2 separate regions of the Triticum aestivum genome follow, and region 1 is linked to region 2. The links are chromatin contacts, called in public Hi-C maps. All regions are on one chromosome and are shown on one strand. Each heading gives the region's core, a stretch centred on a gene start, on an enhancer-like site or on the middle of the called end of the contact. The rest is flanking DNA. Distances are from core to core; before and after follow the strand shown.

Region 1 (7,703 bases), core at 1,967-4,466, 210 kb after region 2:
AATCGAGCCACCACCCACACATCTTTCCATGATTTTCTTGTCGGGAGAATAAAAGAGAGGACGTTTGTCAAGAGGCTGGTTACAATGAATTATTCCGAAAACTGACACGGTGGCAGCCTTGCATCGCGATTTGTGCTAGGATATCGAATGACAACCAACACGTTCGCTGGGAGAACATTCCCAACAAACGTTTGTTGGTTAGCATTTTCGGAAAATAAACAAGTAGGGAGAATGGTTGTCATTAGATCATAGATAATTAGTGGAGCACTGCTAGGGCAACTTTGGATCATGGGATTCAGTAACATGTGAAAAAGAGCACGCATGAAACTGCGAAGTGTATGAAGAAGACACGTAATTTCAAATATGGTTGTACGGATAGAGTTGAGGATATCTCAACTGAGAAAGATGTGAAGAAAAACCACAATTTCAAAAATTGTTGTACGGATAGGGTTGAGGATAACTCAACAAGAGTGTCTTCATCCTGCACGGATAAGTATAAGAAGAGGTTGGAGTGTACATCGAATCGAAATTTCTAAAAATATAAGGTGTAGCACAAACATATAAATATTTAGGTGACAACTTTCCTTTGTGTTACAGTGACAACATTCCTTTGTGTTACAATATAGAAAAAAGAGTCAATTACACCACAGGTGCTTGAACTTGGCAAGAAAAGTTAGTTTGGTGCTCAAACTTGCAGCATACATTGAACCGGTTACACAACTTGGCTTAAGCGTGCATCTAGGGTGCTAACCACGTTTGTATACGCTCAACATGCAGACGAGGCGCGCCAACGTGGCGTAGGACCCACTGTCAGTGTCCGGAAAGGCAGGGATGGGCGTCTGACTCGGGTTTTTGCAGAAACCACCCTGAATTTTTCTTCATCACGAAAGAGCCTCTTGATTTTGTTTCCTAAAACAACAATGAGGCCCATCCGTCACGAAACAGTACAAAAATGAAACTAACATGCAAAAGTAAAGGGTTCGAACAGGCGAGCTCATCCTAACAAGCCGAAGGTGCTAGCCACCCCGCCAAGTCACTTATGGGGTAACATGCAAAAGAGCTTCTTGAAATAATACTTGAATATTTAATAGGATAACATTGACATTCTTCTACGTAAGAACATTTTTTAGAATTATGTGGAGGTTATTTTAAATAATAATATTTTTGGAATTACATGAACATTATTTTAAGTAATTATATATTTCAGAATTACATCATCATTATGTTAAATAAGAACACATTTTTAAAATTACATGAAAATTGTTTTAATTTTTTTATTACTACAAGAACATTATTTTAAATAAGTTAATTTATTTGTATTTATAATCTTTTTAATTTACATGTTTTTTACAAATGTATGAAAAAAAACTAACATGTGAAAATGGCCCGCGGTGATTGCAGCCTAGTTAAGCCCTATGTGCATGCTTGTCTATAGGTCATTAGTTATCCCACTTGTACAGCAAGTGGTGCTGGCTAGCCTGTCTGGACTAGCGGTAATTGTTACCCGCAAAAAAAGCGGTAATTGTCATACTGACAAAATTTAGGCGCTTTTTGTGAGAAAAAATAAAAATACCAGGGTGTTTTCAGAAGAAAAAAAATCAGGCCACACGCCCGTCCTGGCCTCCTGGTCACTCACATTTGGTCCCACGCCACGTTGGCGCGCCTCGGCAGCATGTTGTGCGTATACAAAACATGATTACCACCGTAGATGCACGCCCAAACCAAGTTTTATCTCCGGTTCAATGTATGTCACAAGTTTTAGCACCAAACTAACTTTTCCTGCCAAGGTCGGGTACCTGTGGTGTAATTGACTCTAGAAAAAATATAGACCAGCAGGGGAGGAGCCCCGTGGTATTTTAATTAAGGAGGGTGTCAGAAACCAAATTTAAATCCGCAAAATAATATCTACGCACGGGATTCAAACTCGTCTATGCTAAGATGCACTATTTTTTTATTAAACTAGATAGTTTTCTATATGGACTCACAACTAAAGCCGTCTCTGTATTGACATCTCTTTATTATTTTCTTTTTTGGCAAACAGGCAACTCATGTGCAATGACAACCGTTATTTGCTCCTTCCATGTGTTGTGGGGAAGAAACAGGGATGTCCGAGAGAGATGTCATGTTAGACACGGACAAACAAACCCCACATAAACTCCACTTCTCTTCCTCCTTCCCCCGAGCCAGTTACCCCCTTGCTCTCCCCTTCCCGCCTACCCGCCGTTGAACCACACCAGCCACCCCTCCCGCATGGCGATGGGCCGCAACAAAAACCAAGATGAGGTCGAGCGCTTCAGCGTGGCCTGACTATTCAGAGGAGGGGAGACCGACCCATCTTTGATCTGCAGTCTCTGCCTTCCGTTGCCCTCAGATCGCCATCATCGTCGCACGTCCTCCCGATGCCATAATCCGGACACGCTCCCTCATGCTCACCGGAATTCATAATTTGTGCTTTCAAGCTTATCTAAGGGATCTGTGGGTCCTTCAGGACCGTACCTCTTGTTCAAAACAAAGTTCGCGATTAAAAACCCAATTGACACTATAATCAAGTACGGATTGTCATCGCTTTGGCAGTTCGTTGGGCTTTTTTGTGTGAAAAAACTTCTGATTTATTCATATGCAATGACGACGGTACAAATAATAAAAAATACGTACGGATCTGTAGACCATAGTTCGTTGGGCTTTTAAGTATCTGCAATTCTACACTTCGAGTCAAATGATATCTAGAAAAGATTCCAAAGGTTGGATTTTTTTTTTAAACTCAACAATTTTGGGTGATGCACATAGCGCCAAAACGAAGATATCCTCATTGGATATATTGGCTGGCTTCCTGCCTGCTAGTCCTTGAACATGCATTTTTAAACCAAGCGCATGCTTAGTTGCGATCGGCCACCAACTCGGTTTGGCATCATTTGTAGTGAAAAGTTGTACCCGTATTCATTTTTGTAGTATCAGAACACAAACAAACAAGTAGTACTACACTGGCCAATGATTGTAGGACGGCGTATTAGATAAAATCGCTAATCAAGAGGGCCAAAGTGCTAGTGGTTCCGTGGAGTAGTGATCACTCATCTCTCGGTGAGACCGATAACGAAGAACGGCTTGCCCACCGGTACCGACGTGACGGCGTTCGGGTGGCGCTACCACTCTATCTTCCTCACGGCCGGGGCCCTCGATATTGATAGATGGATCGCCGTCCCCATCCATCGTTGTCACGTGTGCAGCCGGTGAGGAACTGAGGATCAGTACGTGTGGCTGCCGCACCTGCGACGTCAGTTGCACAGTGGACCTGCTCGTGGACGGCGAGCTGGGTCATACGAGTGGATGACCGGCGCGCGTCCCACGATTATTTTAATATAGTGCAGATGCAGACGATTCATGCATAAGCACAGTGCAGCACACCCTTCTTCCATGAGTATCTTTATAAAAGATTAAACTGACACATCATTTTAAGATTAACGAAATCATTATAAGCCACTTTATAATCGACGAAAACGTCTAAATCCGCTTACTGCAACCGCATACATTGTAGATTTAATTATTTTTAATTTTGCATCAGCGTGCAACTGCATGCCCACCTGCCATGCGCAGCTAAAGTAGCATGTCCGTCGACTGTGTGTAACTGCATGTTCATCGATTGACTGTAGCTGCAGTTGCATGCCCTATGACCGTGCGCAACGTCCTTTATGTATACATAAATAAATAGGATGGCGAAACAAAATTTGAAAGGAGAATATTTGTTTGAAAGAAATGCCCAAAAATCACATGCTGATGCCATCTAGATTACTCAAAAATCTCAGGGGTATCTCAGAGGCACCAGAATGGGCGTATGCCCCCAATAGAGTTTTGCATAAATCTATGTAGGGGAGCGGCGTACGTGACCCGGCGTGGGGTATCTCAGAGGCACCAAAAATAGGAGCATCATCCTCCTCCAAGAAAAGGAAACGAGATTGAGCCTGAAAGGGCAGGAGACTTGCGGCGTTCACGTCACGCTCAGTGCCTCGCACTAGCCACCGTATGTCTCAGTGAAGATCGTCTGAACGTACGACGCCCCTGGTCATGTGGCCACCAAACCTGACGTAACGCGCGCCGAGGGTAGCAAACACTCGCCTTTCCTGTTTCAACGGGGAGGGAGCCGCCGAGGACCAGTAATCAGGTTTGGATTGAGAGCGAGTCCGTGCGTGGGCGTCGTCCTCGATCCATCGGCATATCCTCCGCGGGAGGTAACTTGTGGGAGGCACGCACGTACGCCGGCCGGCCGGTCGCGGCGGGAAATTATTGTCCGAAAAGGTAGGAGAAAAGCCGATGGCGGCGTCCATTGACGAACGAGCCGCGGAGCGATCCTTCTCGATCGACATCCTTGCGCCTTGCATCTTGATCGCCGAGGCTATTTGCGCCAGCAGCTCCAAACGATCAAGAATAAGTTGAAATGTTGGTTGCCACATACGTAAGTGAAAACTGACGATCGATGTGACGAGATGTTGAGCTCTGACGTTATCCCCGCTTGGACACTGTTGAATGTTGAGGGGGAAGTCGATGTAGAGGCGCCAGAGGCGAGATTCGCAACTGTGTGCAATGAAATTTGGGTTTGGTGAGACAGCGATCGATGCAATCTCGCTGCATTTTTTCCGCATACCTCTTAATTTCTTCTGCCAATTTCCTGTATGACGCTTACGTTTTTCACAAAAGTTGACATTTGGAACTTTGAATTTGAGGCCTAGTACCGCCATGCACGCAACCGTGTAGACTTGAAGAAAACTCAATTTGTGGTGATATGGGATTCGACTGCCGTCGTGTATGTGACGTTGATCGGGAACTCCTATTTGCCGAATAGACGACCATTCGCACAAGGCGCGCCCGACTGGGCCGGCCCATTCGAGTTAAACTGTGCCGGTCGAAAAATGAGCAAAAAGAGTTAATTACAACACAGGTGCTAGAATTTGGCACAAATAGTCACTTTAATGCTAGAACTTGTGATGTACATATAAATGGTTCAAGAACTTGGCTTGACGATGCAAATACGGTGTGGTATACGCCTGCTGCGTTGACTAGGTGCGCCAGCTCGGCATGAGGCCCACTGTGAGCGACACGAAGGGGATGGCAGGGCAGGGCGTGTGGTCTGTCTTTCTGCAAAAAGCACCTTGATATTTTTTTTTCTCTCGCGAAAATATTGCTCCAGAGAAATTGTACATAAAAGAAAAATGTTAGTCCTGAGATTCAAACTCACGACCTACAGGTTACCTGAAGAAATTGTACATAAAAGAAAAATGTTAGTCCTGAGATTCAAACTCACGACATACAGGTTACCCGTGCGGTTGGCTATCCAGCACACCGAGTTGGATTTGACAAAACATTAAGATATATAAGCTTTATATACTTTAGGCTGAACAGTATAAATTAAGAACTTTAATCCCATAAACAAAATACAACTTCTTTTTTGTACGTCTCTTGTTCAAAAAGTATAATTACACTATGCATAGTTCAAAATACAACAAGTTAAATACCCTGGCATACCAACCCAACACAAGACGTCTCTTGTTTAAAAAGTATAATACGCTATGCATAATTCAAAAAGCTCATGTCATATTAAAGAGAATTCATGTGTTATTTAAAATATATTCATACAATTTAAAGTATTTATGAATTATAAAAAATTATATGATTTAAATAGTACACATTCAGAATCTGCAATCCGATGGCACACTAGGCTCGTATTTATTTTTCATACATATTTTATATTTAATTTTAGTTAGAATTATGTAAAAAAAATAGAAAACACATTTTTTTAAACATGAAATCTTTTTAAAACAACCTAACATTTTCTTAAACCATGATCAGTTTTTTATTAAATTCATAAGTTAATTATGTGGATCTTTGTTAAATTTAGTACGGGGATATGTTTTGATGTTATATCAACATTTTTAATGTAATTTATTTTATTTATATGTATATTATGCATAACACATCATTATAATTTACAAATATTTAAAATGCAAGAAACTAAAAAGTTGAAATTGTCTGCACTGACTACAATTCAGTTTAGCCACACGTTCGTTTTGTGTTATAGTCATAAAATTTAATTATATGGATTTCTGTTAAATTAGTACATGGGCATGTTTTGATGTTATACGAACATTTTCAATGCAGTTTATTTTATTTATATGTATATTATTTATAACACATGATTATAGTTTACATAATTTTACAAAATTTTAAAAATGTTGAAAATGGTTGCGCTGACTGCAATTCAGTTTAGTCACACGATTGCGTTGTGTTATATTCATAAAGTGTAACTTACATCAAAATAAGTTGCCTTGTCAGTTGTGGTGGAATGCCCGGCCACTTATTTACCATGAGGTTCCTGGTTCGTATGTCTGATCATGCACTAATTTTTGGGATTAAAATTGTTCAGTCGGAATATATAAAGGATATGTATCCTAAGTGACAAGAAGTCTGCCTAGGTGTTCTGGCTAGAACCTGTTCACGCAATCCGCAAGTTGCCGGTTCAAACCTCTAGTGGACCATTTTCTTTTTTGTACTTTTTCATAAGAGAAAAAAATCAATTTTCTTTTCTGTACTTCTTGGTGAAAGAAAAAAATATCAGGGGCTTTTCACAAAATAAACACACGTCCAGCCCAACGCTTTCGGCCACTCAAAGTGGGCTCCTTGCCATGCTGGAACGCCTGGTCAGAGCTGCAGGCGTATACAACGGCGTATTTGCATCGTCAAGCCAAGTTCTTGAACCACTTATATGTACACCACAAGTTCTAGCACTAAAGTGACTATTTGTGTCAAGTTCTGGCACTAGTGGTGTAATTGACTCGAGCAAAAACTTAATGGCCCTTTCTAGAATTTGAACAACAAACCTACTGCTTGTGCACGAATTTGACTAACCAGTCCACCCACTCAATGTTGTTGACGTAAGAAGCAGAGCAAATCTAAAGAACTAAATTTAGCAGCGTAAACTAAACATTACTTAAAAAATTGCAAACGTTGTTTGAAATTTTGAACACTTTAAGTTACAAATAACTTTTAACAAACCCAAACAATTTTAGAAATTTCTCATCAACTTTCGGAATTATGAAGAAAATTTTCAAATTCCTGAAAATTTGTTTCAAAACGTGAATGGTATTCGAATTTGTAAACAAAAGTCGAAAAATGGAGCATCATTAAAAATCTGAACAATTTATTTAAAACTAGATTTTTTTAAATTTCCAGAACATGTTTTGAAAATGTGAACTTTTCTGAATTTGTGAACAAAATTTGGAAACAGGTAACAAATTTAAATTCAGAGCAAAAAAATTAAACTGAGAACAATTACAAAAATCCTTTAAAAAATTGAAAAATTGAAACTGTTTTATATAGGTGAACAAAAAATGGAAACGGACTGTATTTCTAAACCTTAGAACATTTTTCGAAAATGTGAATGTTTTTCGAATTGGTGAACAAAATTTGAAAACGGAGACAACTTTTGGAGTCCAGAACAAAATTATGAAACTGAGAAAAATTAGGTAATCCCGAATTTTGAAATAGGAACATTTTTTAAAAATCCCTTACAAAAATAATAAATGCGAACAATTAAAAAAACGAACATTTTTTCAAACTACCCAAAAAATTAAAAATAGGAACAAATTTTGGAAGTAGGAACAATTTTTTAAACTCCAAACCAAAATTCAGAACGCAAATAATTTTTGAGAACGCGA
Region 2 (7,200 bases), core at 2,829-5,328:
TTGTCATCATTTCAGTGGTTATATTTAAGTTGTGTGGGAACAAAAACACTGTCATCTTCACTTTTTTTCCGTTACGTACTGTATTGATAGGGTAGTAATTAAGAAATATATGCTAGTATAATTTGTCAGTGGCCTGGCGGCTGGCGCAGTGGTGAAGTACTCCCCACTTGTGCCAAGAGGTCCTGGGTTCGAACCAACCTCTCTTCATTGCACTGTGCAGGTGTAAGGCTCAATGTTCAGGATATCGGTAACTGGTACCATATCGGTCAGGTGCTGAGTAGGGATAAATGGGCGAATTTTCCAGTTAATCGGCCGATAAATCAGTCAATTGGCTATTCGGCGACTCACCGAGTAGCGATTAACTGACTGAGATGCTGATTAACTGGCCCATATTTGGAACAATAAGGCTTGCCTTGTATAATCGTTCTCCAGACCCCACCTGGTGTGGGAGCTTATAGCACTGGGTCTGTCCTAATTCCTAAATGGTGTCCACCTAGCTTTTCTGTTGTTTATGAAACTGAGGTTTCCACCGAATATAGACCTCGAGCGGAGCTGTTAGTTTCAGAACCTTCCTCCCAACATCTTATTTTTCCTTCTAAAATAGGAAAATGCTAAATAGAAGATAGAAAAGTGGGAAAATAGAGTGGGACTATAGTTTTCTTTTTGACCTGTGTTCTCTGTTGGTGATATTATGTCTTGATGCTTTTCTTTTTGTTCGTGGAAAATCTCACATCCGTAAAAACTGTTATTAAGACTTAATTATCCATTACCATGTGCAGGCTAATAAGAAATAACTACCTTATTCTGCTATGAATTTTACTAATCATAACATCCTTCCAACCTTGTTTGTTTATATTACCCAACCTGCATATTTGTGACTAATGGTCAATATTTTCAGGTAGCAGAGCCACTGAGAGCCATGGTGATGGGAGCTCCTTTGGAAGATGCTCGTCACCTTGCCCAAAGATATGACAGAATGCGTCAAGAAGCTGAAGCACAGGTTACTTCACTATGAAATATCATATTCCGACATGCTTACATTTATCTCTTGTCTCCAATGGCTATAGAAACATTCATTTCCAAGTTACTGTTGACAATTTGAAATATATACAATAATATGGCATAGAGAAATTATGGTATTACTCAGAAGATGTACCTTGTAAACCAGTAATATCTCTAACAAAATGTCAGATGATTTGAAATTTTTCTTTGCTGAAAAAATGGCATATCTATTTCACTAAGTCCACAGTTGTTTTACGAGGAAAACAATGTGGAGCACTGCCCCATACAAGTCACTGTTTTTATGTTTCATGTATAGCAACAATAGAAGTCATTCAGCCATTTAAACAGATCAGCATCTCATGTTCTGTTTATTTTGTGCTAAAATCTGACATCTAAAAGTAGACCAGTTTACTTCCAGTTGACTTGCATTTCTTGGGTACATAGGGAGCAGACGAAATAGGTGAGATGCTTGACTTAATTGAGCATTTGTGCAGGGAGTTGCAATTGTTCTCGCACATAATTTTTATTTATTTGATTTGCCATGCGAAGTTGCCGTGTAAATGAAAAATGAAAATACACATCAGTACATCACTTCCCCATAAATGGACTTTTGAACTGTTTCTTGGCCATCTACGCTTCCTATTAGTTTCTTCCCACTATTCATTTGAACATCACTCTGTCATGTTATACCACATTCTTTTTCTTGTTGCTACAAGAGACTTAGCAAGGTATCCATGGGTTCTGCAGGCCATTGAAGTTTCAAAGCGCCAAATGAAATTAAGAGAGACATCTGGAAATGGTGATATGATTTCAAGGTTAGAGGCTGCTGAGTCGAAGCTGCAAGAGTTAAAATCAAATATGGGGACTCTAGGCAAAGAAGCTGTTGCAGCAATGACTGCTGTTGAAGCCCAACAACAAAGGCTGACATTACAACGACTTATCGCGATGGTATATTTAATCTTTGTTTAGTTGAATCACTTGATCATTTTCTCGTTTGCCTTAAGCTCTACTATTGCTTCAAATGACACTTGATGGCTTGACTGAAGGTTGAATCTGAGAGAAGTTACCACCAAAGGGTCCTACAGATTCTGGATCAACTTGAAAGAGAGGTACTGATTCATTGTATAGGCATTGTAATCACACTTACAGAACAGACAAACTTGTATATCGTCAAGAAAGATATTTGTTTTGTTATCATGATTCATAACTATTTATTTTGCAGATGGTATCTGAGCGACAAAGAATTGAAGGAGCACCTCCTCCAGTCATTGAGAATTCTATGCCACCGCCACCCGCATATGAAGAAGTTAACGGTATATTCATGAGGACTCCAACAGTTGCAGAATTGGTGGAGACAGTGGAGCACTTCCTGGCTGAGGTAACCAATTATTACTTTCATCGTAATGCAGCTAGCCTACTAGTACTAATTTGTTTTATCTGTTGGGATTTTCTTTTTAATTGCTATACATGGCCATCTTTTCGTCAGGCAATCCAGTCATACCGAGCTGAGAGTGAAACTGAGCTCAACCTGTCAACTGGCGACTACATAGTTGTCCGGAAGGTACTTCCTTCTCTGTACTACATAGTTCCACTCTGCTACCAGGCTCTTTGCTGGCGGCAAATTTGACAAAATTAACCTGTGGACGAAATCAAATCACAGAATGAACTGTCCGTGAAACTATTTCACGCGGCTGACCTTTTTGTGTGACGCCCGACACGAAGGCGTCACACTACACTGTGCAACGCCTCACAGATAGGCGCTACACGCCTGGCCACCGTTGCACCCCAGACTGCCTAAAAATTGCTAAGTCATTGTGCAGAGCCTAAGAGCTAGGCGCTGCACTGTATAGTGTGGCGCCCAGCTCTCAGGCGCTGCACTAGTGGTTGCACTACAAAATGAAGCAACCACTAGTGCAACGCCTAGAAGCTAGGCGCTACACTGTATAGTGTGGCGCCTAGCTCTCAGGCGCTGCACACTGACTTAGTAATTTTCGGATCACACGGGTGCGACGCTGGCCAGACGTGTAGCGCCTATCTGTGAGGCGTTGCACAGTGTAGTGTGGCGCCTTCGTGTCGGGCGTTACACAAAAAGGTCAGCCGCGTGAAATAGTTTCACGGACAGTTCATTCTGTGATTTGATTTCGTCCATAGGTCAAATTTGTCAATTTTGCCTTTGCTGGCAGCAGCAACTCTGCTGCCAGCAGCAACTCTGCTGCCAGCAGCTTGAATGCTTGGTCACTTTGCTGAATTTTCTTAGTGCCTCGTCCTTGTTGCAGTCAAATTCAACTATTCTAAGCTTGTGCTGATAACCTCCTTAATCAGGTGTCAAACAATGGGTGGGCTGAAGGTGAGTGCAGGGGGAAAGCTGGCTGGTTCCCTTCCGAGTTCATCGAAAAACGGGACCGTGTACTGGCGAGCAAAGTCGCCCAGGTCTTCTAGAAGTTCATTGAGCCATACATGTCCCTGGCGTTGTACAATGTGCATTATGATGTTCTATCGTCTCCAAAGACGTTGATCAGTGAAGAGCTCGTGGAAATTCCTTTGGTTCTATATATGTTCTTTTTGTCGAGACATGTCCCTGTCGGATGGCTTGTTGGTAGCTCTGTGCACTGTTGTTCATCTTCATCCTCCCCTCAAATATGACACTGACTTGACCATTTTTTTGAGAATTTTTTGTGCGGGGACCCAAAGTATATATATATATATGTCAAGGAGGAATCCATCAATGTTTCAGAGCACCAAAGGCTTTTTTTTATAAACATTCAGAAAATCCAGACCATTCTCGATCTGGAGATTCTTTTTCAAATCCAATGGAAACTATCGAAATAGTCTTTCATCCCGCTTTTTTGTAGACAAATAACTGAATCCAACGGGAATCTAACAGTTCCGATCTAACAGTTCCGTATGAAATTCTCTAGAAATTCCCTGTGTTTCTCAGATCGTAGTGTTTGTATGGCAACCTAGAACTGTTAACCTGTTGACAACAAACAGCGGGAAATGAGTGTAGTGTTCTCGTTTGAATGGCACCGAACTTCTATCAGACTATGGCAGGTGGGGCCCGAGCCAGGAGTTCTGACGAATTGCTTATCTCCTCCCTCTCGCCCTCTGCCTCTGCAGTTGCGGCTTGGCAGTCACCACCCGCCTGCTTATCCCCTCCCGAGTTCATCGCCTCCTCGGCATTCCGTCGAACACCATGACGAGCGTTGCGGCGGCGGTCGCCCTCCTCCGCCTCCCTCTCGCCCACCTCTCCTCCCACCTCCGGTCGCTCCCTTCCCGTCCCGTCCCGTCCGCTCGCCTCCGCCTCTCCGCCCCCCACCGCCCTCTCTGCTCCCTCCTCACCAGCGGCCACGGCCTCGCCGTAGCGGCCGTGTCCGAGGCGGTGGTCGCGGCGGATGAAGAGGAGTTCGAAGCGACGGAGGAGCAGCAGGAGGAGGCGCCCCCTTCCTTCGTGCTCCCGCGGCTGCCGCGGCCGAAGCTCGACGTGAAGGAGCGGAAGGAGCTCGCCTCGTACGCGCACGGCCTCGGCAAGAAGCTCAAGTCGCAGCAGGTGGGGAAGGGCGGCGTCACGCCCAACCTCGTCACCGCCTTCACGGACAACCTCGAGTCCAACGAGCTCCTCAAGGTGCCTCCCCTCTCTCCTCTTGTTGCTGCGGTTAGTGCTGCCTGCTAGAAAATTGCGTATGATTTCAGTTATATGTCAAGCAACTACTAGCATGCTACTAATGCATTCGCCGGGAAATGGGGATTAATGTTATAGACTCATAATAGGGTTTCGTTCTTTATCAGGTGCATAGCAACCAATGTCCTTAGTCCAGTTCATAACCTTGTTTGAATTGAGTGTGTGCCGAGAACTGCCTTCGCTTTATGTTCATGTCGAATTTCACAAGGAAATGTATGAAGAGGAGCAGCGATCATTAAAACCAACTCCTCTTTATTGGATAGTTCTCGTACCACCTCTTTTTGAGGACCTGCATGTTTTTTGAGGGAACGACATCATGGAAGCTTTATTAATCATAAACCATACTTACATTATCCATGAGGAAAGGCACAGTAAAACTAGGGGGATTCTCCAGCCACACATCTGGCGCCTGGTGGATGAGTCGACGCAAACCTAGCTAGCTCATGAGCCACTACATTGGCTCCTCACGGGCAATGCTCAAAGATGACCTTCCCAAAATCACCAAGGAGATCAATACAGTCCTTGTAAATAGCATACCTGCGACAGCAGCTAGATGTCCAGGTTCATATCAGCTAGAACCAATGAGTTCATAAAACGAAGTCAGCTATAACCATCTATGTTCCTATGCATCCCTTGAGTCCCAAATCTTCCATAGAATGGAGAGGAGCACCTTTGGCCAGATGGAGCCATCTAATTGTTGGGGTGGCCGGGCATTCCAGAAGTCCTGGTTTGAAGGTCCTGGGGCGATGCCCAGTTGTTCCAAAATCTGCATGGACTTCGGACGGCCGATGAAGAGGTGAGAGGAGTCTTTGGAGTAGTGGCCGCACCGTGAGCAGCAGCTGTTGGGGGAGATTTTTTTGCGGAACATGTTTTCCTTGGTGTTTAGACAGCCGCAGAATAGTAGCCATCCGAAGATTTTCACCTTATTAGGAGCCCTGCTGCCCTAAATGAGATCGGCGTAGTCAACCTCACTGTCCTCATGCAAGATTAGGTCTTATGCATTATTGGAGGAGAAGCCATGGCCATGGTTGAGAAAGTGTTGATCTGGCTCTTCGTTGAACTTGAAATCCTGCATCAGAAGCAACAAAACTTCTAGCTCGTTTGACACCACCAAGGTAAGGTGATTCCGCAGTTTAGATTGTAATCCGAGTTTCAAGATCACGGAGACCAGAATGTCAGTGCGTAAGTAAGGAGTTGGTGTATAGGTTCGGGAAGGCTTTTTCGATTGGTTGGTGTAGTAGCCAGGTGTCATGCCAAAAGAACGTAGTGGCGCTGCAGTTTGTGACGACAAAGGAGATTGTTCTGGAATAGCCAGAATGCCAAGGTATTTCGTGACCAGCGCATGCCCCCTGCTGCGGTTGCTTGTAACATCGCTGTGGATGTCAAGTTGTGGGGCTGGAGATGCTCGCGTCCCATCTGCAAATCGATCCTTGAATCCTGGGTTCAAAACTTCGCTGCTTTTCTGTAGTTTTTCTGCCTGTACGGTCAACCCCCCTGCCTTCCTCTGGGATGGGCTTGCGAACCCTTGTATTGCTGATGTTTCGCCGCATGATCGGCTAATGAAAATGACAAAATGTTCAGGTGGGCTTGTGGTGACCCTAAAAAAAGGCAGGAGATGTTTTGGAGGGTAATTGTGTGTTTATAATTTTATCGAGGAAGGAAGGTTTTGCCCGGGGGATGGTCATGGAGTTTGGGTGTTGGGAGTGGTACCAAGTGATCCAAGGAAGAACCTCATCGGAAAGGATTTTGAAGGAAAAATTCGTAAGGCAATTATTTTGGATATGAAGATTTTTTATGCCTAAACCACCAATTCGGTTTATGTTTGCAAACATTTTTCCAGGCAATTAAACATTTAGCACCAGTGCATGTGTCATCAGCAGCCCAGAAGAAGGCACGTCTAATAGCGTCAATAGCCTCGATCACTTTCTCCCGGAGAGAGAAAATCAACATACGGTAAATAGCAAGAGAGTCAAGTGCTGATGAAAGTAGAACCAGCCTTCCTCCTTTGGAAATGATTTTAGCTCCGCAACCAGATAGGTATTTGTAGCATTTTAAAATGATAGGTTAGAAGGTAGATGCTGGTAGTCTAGAAGAAGAGAGGTAGTCCAAGGCAAGTTTGTGGGAAAGAAGAAACATCGCTATAACAGAAAATGGTTTGATTATGCTCTTCAAGATTGTGCCCAGCATGCATGCCCTGGTGGCAACTCTTGGTAACTAGGTAGACCAGTCCAAATATAGGATTATTGCCAGTCTTAGGTCTTTGAGATGAATAATAGATTGCAGGTTGAATGGTGTGGCCAACTATCATTAACTATTAACTTTGTTAGTTTAGTTGATTGGACTGGGTGAATTTGTGAAGAACCAACCTATATTCTGTTTGACTGAATACTGATTTTGTTTGCATGCAGAGGATTCAGTCTATTATCAATCCTATCAGTCATATATATGACAACACAATTCCTTTCTTATTTATTAAAACATCTAATCATCCTTACAGGAAAATTGTAACGCAAGCCTAT

What was found. Hi-C and Micro-C count contacts between places; a contact is called where the count stands out from the background.
Region 1: a Hi-C map of leaf shows a contact between it and region 2, with 6 times the contacts expected there. The contact joins the enhancer-like site here to the promoter of LOC123158832 in region 2. A contact is called at or near these places in 1 of 5 Hi-C or Micro-C datasets (leaf) and 1 of 1 datasets of contacts at active chromatin or transcription factors (leaf).

What each region holds. Positions count from the first base shown.
Region 1 is chr1D:253,533,150-253,540,852 of IWGSC CS RefSeq v2.1, forward strand. No RefSeq gene overlaps it. Among protein-coding and RNA genes, the nearest start is that of LOC123181296, 30 kb to the left of the region's middle. Within about 2 kb of position 3,217, at least 4 of the 8 cell types and tissues checked have an H3K27ac peak or open chromatin away from gene starts, as enhancers often do. A contact at or near this core is called in leaf, where this site is marked.
Region 2 is chr1D:253,325,416-253,332,615 of IWGSC CS RefSeq v2.1, forward strand. It overlaps LOC123158832, which reads left to right and starts at 4,079. Exons shown (of 2, transcript XM_044576666.1): 1 at 4,079-4,624. The coding sequence starts at 4,079. LOC123181295 (SH3 domain-containing protein 2) reads left to right here. Exons shown (of 10, transcript XM_044593554.1): 5 at 899-1,000; 6 at 1,750-1,950; 7 at 2,049-2,111; 8 at 2,225-2,380; 9 at 2,489-2,563; 10 at 3,325-3,745. The coding sequence ends at 3,441.